3 separate regions of the Capsicum annuum genome follow, and all the other regions are linked to region 3. Evidence: chromatin contacts called from public Hi-C data. All regions are on one chromosome and are shown on one strand. Each heading gives the region's core, a stretch centred on a gene start, on an enhancer-like site or on the middle of the called end of the contact. The rest is flanking DNA. Distances are from core to core; before and after follow the strand shown.

Region 1 (2,700 bases), core at 124-2,623, 95 kb after region 3:
TTTTATATTCCTTCGATAAATTTTTTTAACTATACCTAAACATTTAAAAAATTTTTTATTGGATCTAGGTAAGAAATCATAATATTTAACACTTCTAAATCTATTAGAATTTTACTTTATATATATGCGAGAAAAGAGAGTTTTTACAATTCTACTCAATAAGCTTTGAAGGTGCGGTCTATAATAGCTTCACCAGTTTGAGTCTATATTGTAGAAGAATGAGTAGTTTCATCAATTTTGAGTTTATATTGTAGATAAATGAGTGTTCGGTCGGACTTTCATGAATTTTTATGTAAAGGTTATGTTTAATCATATAGTTCTAATATCTCAATTATCACATTTGTTTTGTTGTAGTTTCTGTTCTGTTCAAGTTTATATTGCAGAAGAATGTTCGATTTGATTTTGAGGAATTTTTTATGTAAAAGGTTAGGTTTGATTATATTATTCTAATATCTCAATTATTGTAGTTTTTGTTCTATTAGTATGTGTTGTTTTTTCTACCTAACACAGTGGTAGATGAATGTTCGGCCGGATTTCGAGAAATTCTTGTGTAAAAGTTAGGTTTAATTGTATTATCCTCTGATATCTTGATTATGATATTGTTTTGTTGTAATTTACATTTGGTAGATGAATACTTGTGCTTTGAGTGATTTTGTGTAAATGTTAGGTTTAATCATGTTATTTTATTGTAGTTTCTTATCTATTACTATTTGTTATTTTTGTTATTATTATCCATTGTGTGATGTTGGAAAATAACAAATTTTTATTTACGTGACTATCCTTCATCTTTAAAGTCAATTGTTATTTTTTAATAATTTTTTTTTCTATATTTTATATCGATTTACAGCTCGATAAGAAGCACACGTATAACACACGTACACTTGACTAGTCTAAATAAATATGCATATCTAAGAATTACGGTTCTCAATTATGAATGGTAGATTTATGGGACTACCAAATTTTTGGGACGTCAAAATGTAGGCCTCCATGAACCTGCAATAATGCATAATCGGACAATAAAGAGCAGAAATCAATTTATCTATGGTGTTGTTTCCATCACATGTTTCTCTATCTGCCCTTCCATAACAAAATTGTAACCATTACGTTTCTTGTTTGCATTTTCTGGAAATAAAAGTCTAAAATAGTTTACTATCTTTGAACTAAGTTTAATATAATTCTATTTCTTTATAAGAATTCACATTTTTTAAAATAAAACAGTGCACTTAAATTGTTATTGGTCACACACAATTTCAAATTTAGAAAATAGAGTAAAATAAGACAAATAAATTAAAATAGAGAGGAGTATGACCGATCCTACAAGGCAAACATATCGACCTCTCTATTCCCACATCTTAGTCGTATTTTCGTATTCAAATTGAACACAACCAAATATGTTGACCACTCCACTCCCACTTCTTATATATGAGAAAGTAAAGGGACGACCAATTTAATTGCATTTTCGTGGACAAATTGAACAGGTTCCATTTTTATGTTTTATGCACACTAAAAAGCCAACATTATTTAATGCAGTGTGGTCGGTTGTTATCGACAACATTTGGCTTTCAAAATTATCAATACATGATTTGATTTACCAATTTTCAAGTCTAATGTTGTAATATTTGTATGTACTTTCGAAATTTGTAAAGTTTATGTCGAATAATTTAAAAGTTGATATCAAAAAATGAAATGTGCTAATTTTGGGAATAATAAAAAAATTAGTGACTAGGTGTTCACAGTTTTTAGCTCTTAGGCATCCTATGCAAAGTTCTTCAAAACATAACGTAATGTTTTCTTTCAAATTAGCTGGGGAAAAAAAAGGAATTAGTATTTTCGTCGAGAGTGTTTGGTATTTTTCAATTTTCTCATGTATTTGGTTGGTTTAAATGTTTGAAAAATGCTTTCCAAATGAACTTAACTTTCTCAAAATTGTTTTTTAGAAAAATAACTTACTCTAGATAAAGTAGCGAAAACATTTTTCAAAACTCTCTCAAACTCACCACCCGACCTTAGACCCGGCTCCTGATCCTGACCCCAACCCAAGACCCAACTCCTGACTCCTGACCACGACCTGTTGGGCTCAAGTTAAAGTGTGAATGGAAAATGGAGGAAATTAAGTGGAGAAAAAATTGAGATAACATTTGAAAAGGAAAGTGTACTAAAAATAAGGAAAGTCTACTAATTTTCCTACATTGGTGGGAGAATGAAACTTTCATGTGTTTATATTAAGAAAAACAAACTCCACATGGTAAGTGAGGCAAGAACCAAGAGGTTCCTCGCGTCGCTCGCTCGCTCACTCGGCTCAGTTTTGGCTTCGAAAAATGATCAATGAGATTAATTTTTTGGACAAAGTTTAATTATTTGAAACTTGAAAAATCAAGTGATCCGAAAATCCAAAGAAAAACGTAACGTGCATGCATGCAGTGCAGAAATGACTGTTGAAACTGAAATGCTGCCTCGGAAGGGACGCAACTATTCGAGGAAATGGCACACTGTTTTGAAAAATGTTCAGAAAAAAGACACAATATTTCGAATGGACAGACATAATTGTTCCAAAGGATACACCTTTTCGATGAACCATTGCCACCTTTCGAAAGGGGCACTTTATGGCTATATAAACCTGCATTTTTTCACAGGTTTGGTACAAATTTTTCTACACTTGAAAAACATTTCTTTACTTCTAAAATACTCCATGTGATCATC
Region 2 (2,700 bases), core at 111-2,610, 75 kb after region 3:
AAATTAAAGTTGTGTTTGATCATAAATATGAATTGGCAGTGTTTTGAATTTTTAAGAGTAAATTAGATTAAAAGTAATTTTTGATATTTTTCAAATTTTAATTTTTTAAAAATATTTTCACAAAATCATATATGAAAAAATCAAGGATTTTCAGTAAAAGAATTTGAAAAAATACATACATACATACATATATACATACATACATATATATATATATATATATATATATATATATATATATATATATATATTTAAATTTAGAACTTTAAAGTGAATTTGAACCTCCTAAATCATTGATCCTACTCTAATATATTATTTAGGGGATTTTAAAAAAAAATTATATAGCTAGACATCAATTCTATTAATATATGCAGCAACTAGATGGGCCTGACAATAGTACAAAATTTATATGAATTTAATTATAATTAATTAGGAGTTGTTCGATTTAAAAAAGTGAACAAAAGCAAAAGAGTTGAAAAAAGGAGAGAAATATGAAAAAGAGCAGGTGGCCATGACTTTATAGCTATATAGTTTTTTTTTAATCCCCTAAGCAATCTATTATAAGTAAGATCAATGGTTTAGGAGGTTCAAAATTTACCTTAAAGTTCTAAATTCAAATTTCACGCATACTTTTTTTTTTATTATTTCTTGAACTCTCTTAGGAGTCGTTTGGTACACTAGATGGGATAAGTAAGGATATCCCATGAGATTATTTTATTCCTCCCACCCCGTGGGATAGTAATCCAATCATTTTTGTACAAATGGTGGGATAAAATAATTTCGAAATTAAGTAATACCTTATACCAAATATGGGATAAAGTTAATCCCATATTCCGAAATTATTTTTCTTATCCCTTCTATCAAACGACTCCTTAGTGAAAATTCACGATTTTTGTGCATCTGATTTTGTGAAAAAATTTCATAAAAATTGATATTTAAAAATATCAAAAATTATTTTTACTCTAAATTATTCCTAAAATTTTAAAACGCTTGCAATTCATATTTATGATCAAATACAACTTTAATTTTTGAATATTATTTTTTCACTTTAAAATAATTTTTAAAAAAATATTTATACTTTTCATGGCTAAACAACCATTTAACATAAGAGTTAAAAATACAAGTAAGAGAGAAGATTCAAATATAAAATAAAGAAGCAATGTTAGAAAAAATAAAAGAAATATAAACAGAAATGAAAGAAAATGTGAAGAAATGAGGGGGCGGAACATTTGTTGACATAATGAATCCCACAATAATATATGTCAAAAGCAAAAAGACCCCCACATAATTATTGGGTAAATCTCACTCATATTAAAATTTTTCGTGCTAAATTGATCAGACGAAAAATTTTAATTTGAGTCTCATATGTCATGTGATAGTTGTACGAGGCTTTTAATATTTTAAAAAATGGACTTTTTGGGTCCCACTATCAGATCAATTCCTGTATTCATTCATTTCTTTTACTTTTTCTACCATTAACTTTTTTTGGACAAATTATTATTTGCTCTTTTTTTTGTTTACTGTTTTTTTTCTTTCTTTCTCTTTTTTCTCAAATTGGTTTTTCTTCCTCCTGTTTCGGTACTAAGCAGAATGATTCTTTTTTACCATCCTAGCTTTTATTTGTGCGTATTTGTTAACAAAAAAAAAAAAAATGGCCATTGAATCATGACAATAATTTTAATTTTTATTATATTTTTTTTATTGGTATAGAAAATTTTGAATATCAAAAATTTAATATTGGATTTCAGAGGTGATGGATCTGCTTTTTCTGTTTTAATTGAGTTTATATAATATTTTTTATTATGATTCAATATTATTAAGGACATTTATAATATTTAGAATGTTAGAAATTGAAGAACAATCATATTTTTTTAATTATTAAGATAATCTCCTGTATAGTAAAATTATTTTAAGGAAATCGGTCAAGAATTGGATTGAATTTAGAATGGGTTAGTCCTAAATAAATCTAAATATTGATTTTAATTTTTAAAATAACTTTTCTTGAAAATTTAGAATTGTGACATCATTAAATATATATCGAAAATTGTTTTCGAGCTAAAATAATTACAGAAACTAACTAGCAAAACAACATGACTTTTGAAACACAAAATAAAGTTGAGTGATTTGATGGTCAATTGTTGTAAGTTGAGCTATCACTCATGCATTTAACTGATGGAAACAATATTTTCGTTTAAATTTATTTGTTTGATTATTCTTTTGCATAGTTTAAAAAGTAAAAAAAGACTTTAAATCTTTTGATTTTAAATTAAAAATATGTAGAATTCAAAATATTTTAAATATGTCATGTAAAAAGTTGAAATTAAAATTATCTAAAAATAAAATAAACAAATAAAAAAGTAAGTACCATGTAATTTGCATATAAATATTGACAAACAAAAACTAAGAGGAAAAAGAAAAACCTTCAATTTACTTGTATCAAGAGCACTAAAAAGAAACTTGAAAGAAATAGGGTAAAGGAAGAAGAGTAAATATAACGATAAGTTAAAAATAGCCCAAAAGGAAAGAGCAATAGAAAGAATTCTCTGATAAGTGGGACCCAAAAGATTCATTTATCAAAATATTAAAAGCCTCACACAATTATTGCATGGCATATGAGACTTAAATTTTTCTTTAAAAAAAATATGGTCCAAATTTGACCATAATTATAAAAAGGCTATTATAACCTTTTTCTATCACCTT
Region 3 (2,700 bases), core at 49-2,548:
CTCATTCGTAACACTGGTGGAGATTGGGTTGTGGGTTTTGTGGAAAAAAATGGTTGTTAATATAGCCCACTCAGAGCACTTAGCCCTACTTCAAGGATTGCATATAGCCCATGACAAAAATCTTTGCCCCCTCGAAATTGAAATTGATTCCACCGATTTATTTTTAATACTAACCAACGCTCCTCCTATTTTTAATTCTATTGTTTGGTCTTGTAGGTGGCTGCTGAAGAAGTTGGGGAATCTAGTGCTCCGGCACAACTTCCGTGAAGCTAATTGTGTGGCAGATTCCCTCTAAAAAATGGTTACTCAGATGCAACAGCCTTCAGTCGTACTTCTATCAACTCCCCCACATCAAGTTCTTTCTATTTTGCACTAGGATCTCCAATGAACTTTATCTACTAACCTAGTTAAATATAGTGTTTGTAATAAGTTAACTACTCTAGGAAACCTGTCTACTAGTTTGGTCTATAATAATTTTGCTACTTCTGGGGATCTCTATCAGACTTTTGTTGATGATGTGATAAACACCTTGCTGATGGTGGTGTGATAAACACCGAAACCTCCTACTTTTCCTGTTTTTACTAATATATATATATATATAATATTATCATGTTTAACCAAAAAAAAAAAAAACACATTAAGAAGTGTAATAGAAGGGCAAATTAGTCGGATTATTTGTTTTTAAATTAACAATAAATAATTCAAAAGAATTATTGTAGAAAAATTATTTTTCATGTTTGATATGACATATTTCTTAAATAATAATAAAAAAGAGTAATTTAATCCATTACAATAAATAAGTAATTTACTTTTAAAATTTATAAATAAGTAATTTATTTTTATTTTAAAACGGAATAAGTACAGTTGGACGGAGAGAATATGATGTAATAAATTTTTAGAAAGTCGTGGAATTATTTAACCCATGGACGTTTGTTACATGTCCCAGATACTATTTATGGATTACAAGCAAAAATTATGATGAAGTGATAAATACTCTTTTATCATTAATTAGAAGTCTCGGATTCGAATCTTCCTATTATGGAGTGTTGCCTTGTTAGGAAGCCCCCCAATCCCCAACCCCACCTCCACCCCAATACACACTCTCCGCCTTTTTTTCAATATAAAACTTTTCATCGCAAATTCAAATTTAGTTGGACTTTAAATATGAGTGCATGACATTAGATTGGGAAACCAAATAAGTAAATTTATGAATTAAACGCAATAGTATGATATCATGTAGCACCATTGTCTGCTGAAAATTAACGAGTCAAAGGGTCCCCAAAGCAGATTCATTTTCAATAGTCGTTGACATTATTATTCATAGCCCATAGGAACCTCCTAGTCTAGTGAAAATTTCAAAAGGACCCATTCCCTTGATTTATTGAGGTCTTCAGATTCAACAAGGAGATAATGAAGTCTGGTATCAATAACATGTACCTAATACCTAAAAACATTATTCTATGTAGTTATTAATGTCTGGTCTCTTGCTTAGATAAGTACAATCATCCAATACAGGGATAAGCTCCATTCTAGTCTCTACAATCTCTATTCTTGCACGGCTCATGTTATCTATCTGACTTTAAATTGTACTTCTCACTAAATAATTTTTATATATTACGTATTAAATTATTCAAATACTAAATCTCCTTAAATTACCACAAATAAAAACTACAAAATGATATAAAAAATATTTATACTGACTGAATACATTACTTAAACTCTTAAGATTGACTTTTGCACATTTAATAAAAAGAAGATATTTGATAGCTTATAACAATATATATATATATATTATATTTATTACTTTATATAATAAGAGCGAATAGAGGAACTTAGGGTCGTTTTTCAAAAATGACAACTAAGCTTTTCAAAATTTTATTTATTATTATTTGAAAAGTTTTTAAAATGACAATTAAGTTCCTCAAAATTTCACTTATTATTATTTAACAAATTTCAAAATAACAAAAAAGCTCCTCGAAATCCTACTTATTGTTATTTGAGGACTTTTCTAGAATTACTTATATCTATGAAAATTTACGTAATAAAATACTATACATTACAATAATCAATTTAAAAATATTATAAGAAATTATTAAAAAAATCAATTGCTTCTCAAAATTCTTACGGTGTTGCATAAATTGAGATAATTATTTGAAAATATTATAAAAAGTACTTTAAATAATAATAATTAACAACTTGAAATATTTTAAAGACATAACAATGAGAATGAGAGGAGCTTAGGCTCAAATTTTAAAAATTATATATAAGCTCCTCAAAGTCCAACTTATTTCTATTCAAGAAGCTTAAGGCCAGTTTGCGGATGACTATTTCGCTCTTTTACTTCTTCAGAATTACTTAAGTTTATTTGAGATTTACGTAAAAAAGATACTATGAATCACAATAAATAATTTTAAGTTATTTACAAAACATAATTAAAAAAAAAAAAGATTGATTCTCAAAATTTTGTCAGTGTCGCACAAATTGAAACAATTTTTATTTGAAAGTGATATAAAAAGAGCTATAAATTTTATGTTTTACTCTATAATAGAAGAGTGAATGAAAAAGAGCTTAGAGTCTACGTGTATGTTTGTGTTGCCTACTTCAGCTGCTTCAATTGTGATTTTACTATATTACTTTTAATTAATTATTATAATTGATTTATGTATTAGAGAATTAATAATATTTAATAAAAAATAAAAT

The links. Hi-C and Micro-C count contacts between places; a contact is called where the count stands out from the background.
Region 1: a contact with region 3 is called in a Hi-C map of bud, with 4 times the contacts expected there. The contact joins two enhancer-like sites. A contact is called at or near these places in 3 of 5 Hi-C or Micro-C datasets (bud, leaf and pericarp).
Region 2: a contact with region 3 is called in a Hi-C map of placenta, with 3 times the contacts expected there. The contact joins two enhancer-like sites. A contact is called at or near these places in 2 of 5 Hi-C or Micro-C datasets (leaf and placenta).

The regions. Positions count from the first base shown.
Region 1 is chr1:178,742,863-178,745,562 of UCD10Xv1.1, forward strand. No RefSeq gene overlaps it. Among protein-coding and RNA genes, the nearest start is that of TRNAR-UCU, 29 kb to the right of the region's middle. Within about 2 kb of position 1,374, at least 3 of the 5 cell types and tissues checked have an H3K27ac peak or open chromatin away from gene starts, as enhancers often do. A contact at or near this core is called in bud, leaf and pericarp, where this site is marked.
Region 2 is chr1:178,722,856-178,725,555 of UCD10Xv1.1, forward strand. No RefSeq gene overlaps it. Among protein-coding and RNA genes, the nearest start is that of TRNAR-UCU, 49 kb to the right of the region's middle. Within about 2 kb of position 1,361, at least 2 of the 5 cell types and tissues checked have an H3K27ac peak or open chromatin away from gene starts, as enhancers often do.
Region 3 is chr1:178,648,218-178,650,917 of UCD10Xv1.1, forward strand. No RefSeq gene overlaps it. Among protein-coding and RNA genes, the nearest start is that of LOC107842026, 33 kb to the left of the region's middle. Within about 2 kb of position 1,299, at least 5 of the 5 cell types and tissues checked have an H3K27ac peak or open chromatin away from gene starts, as enhancers often do. A contact at or near this core is called in bud, leaf and pericarp, where this site is marked.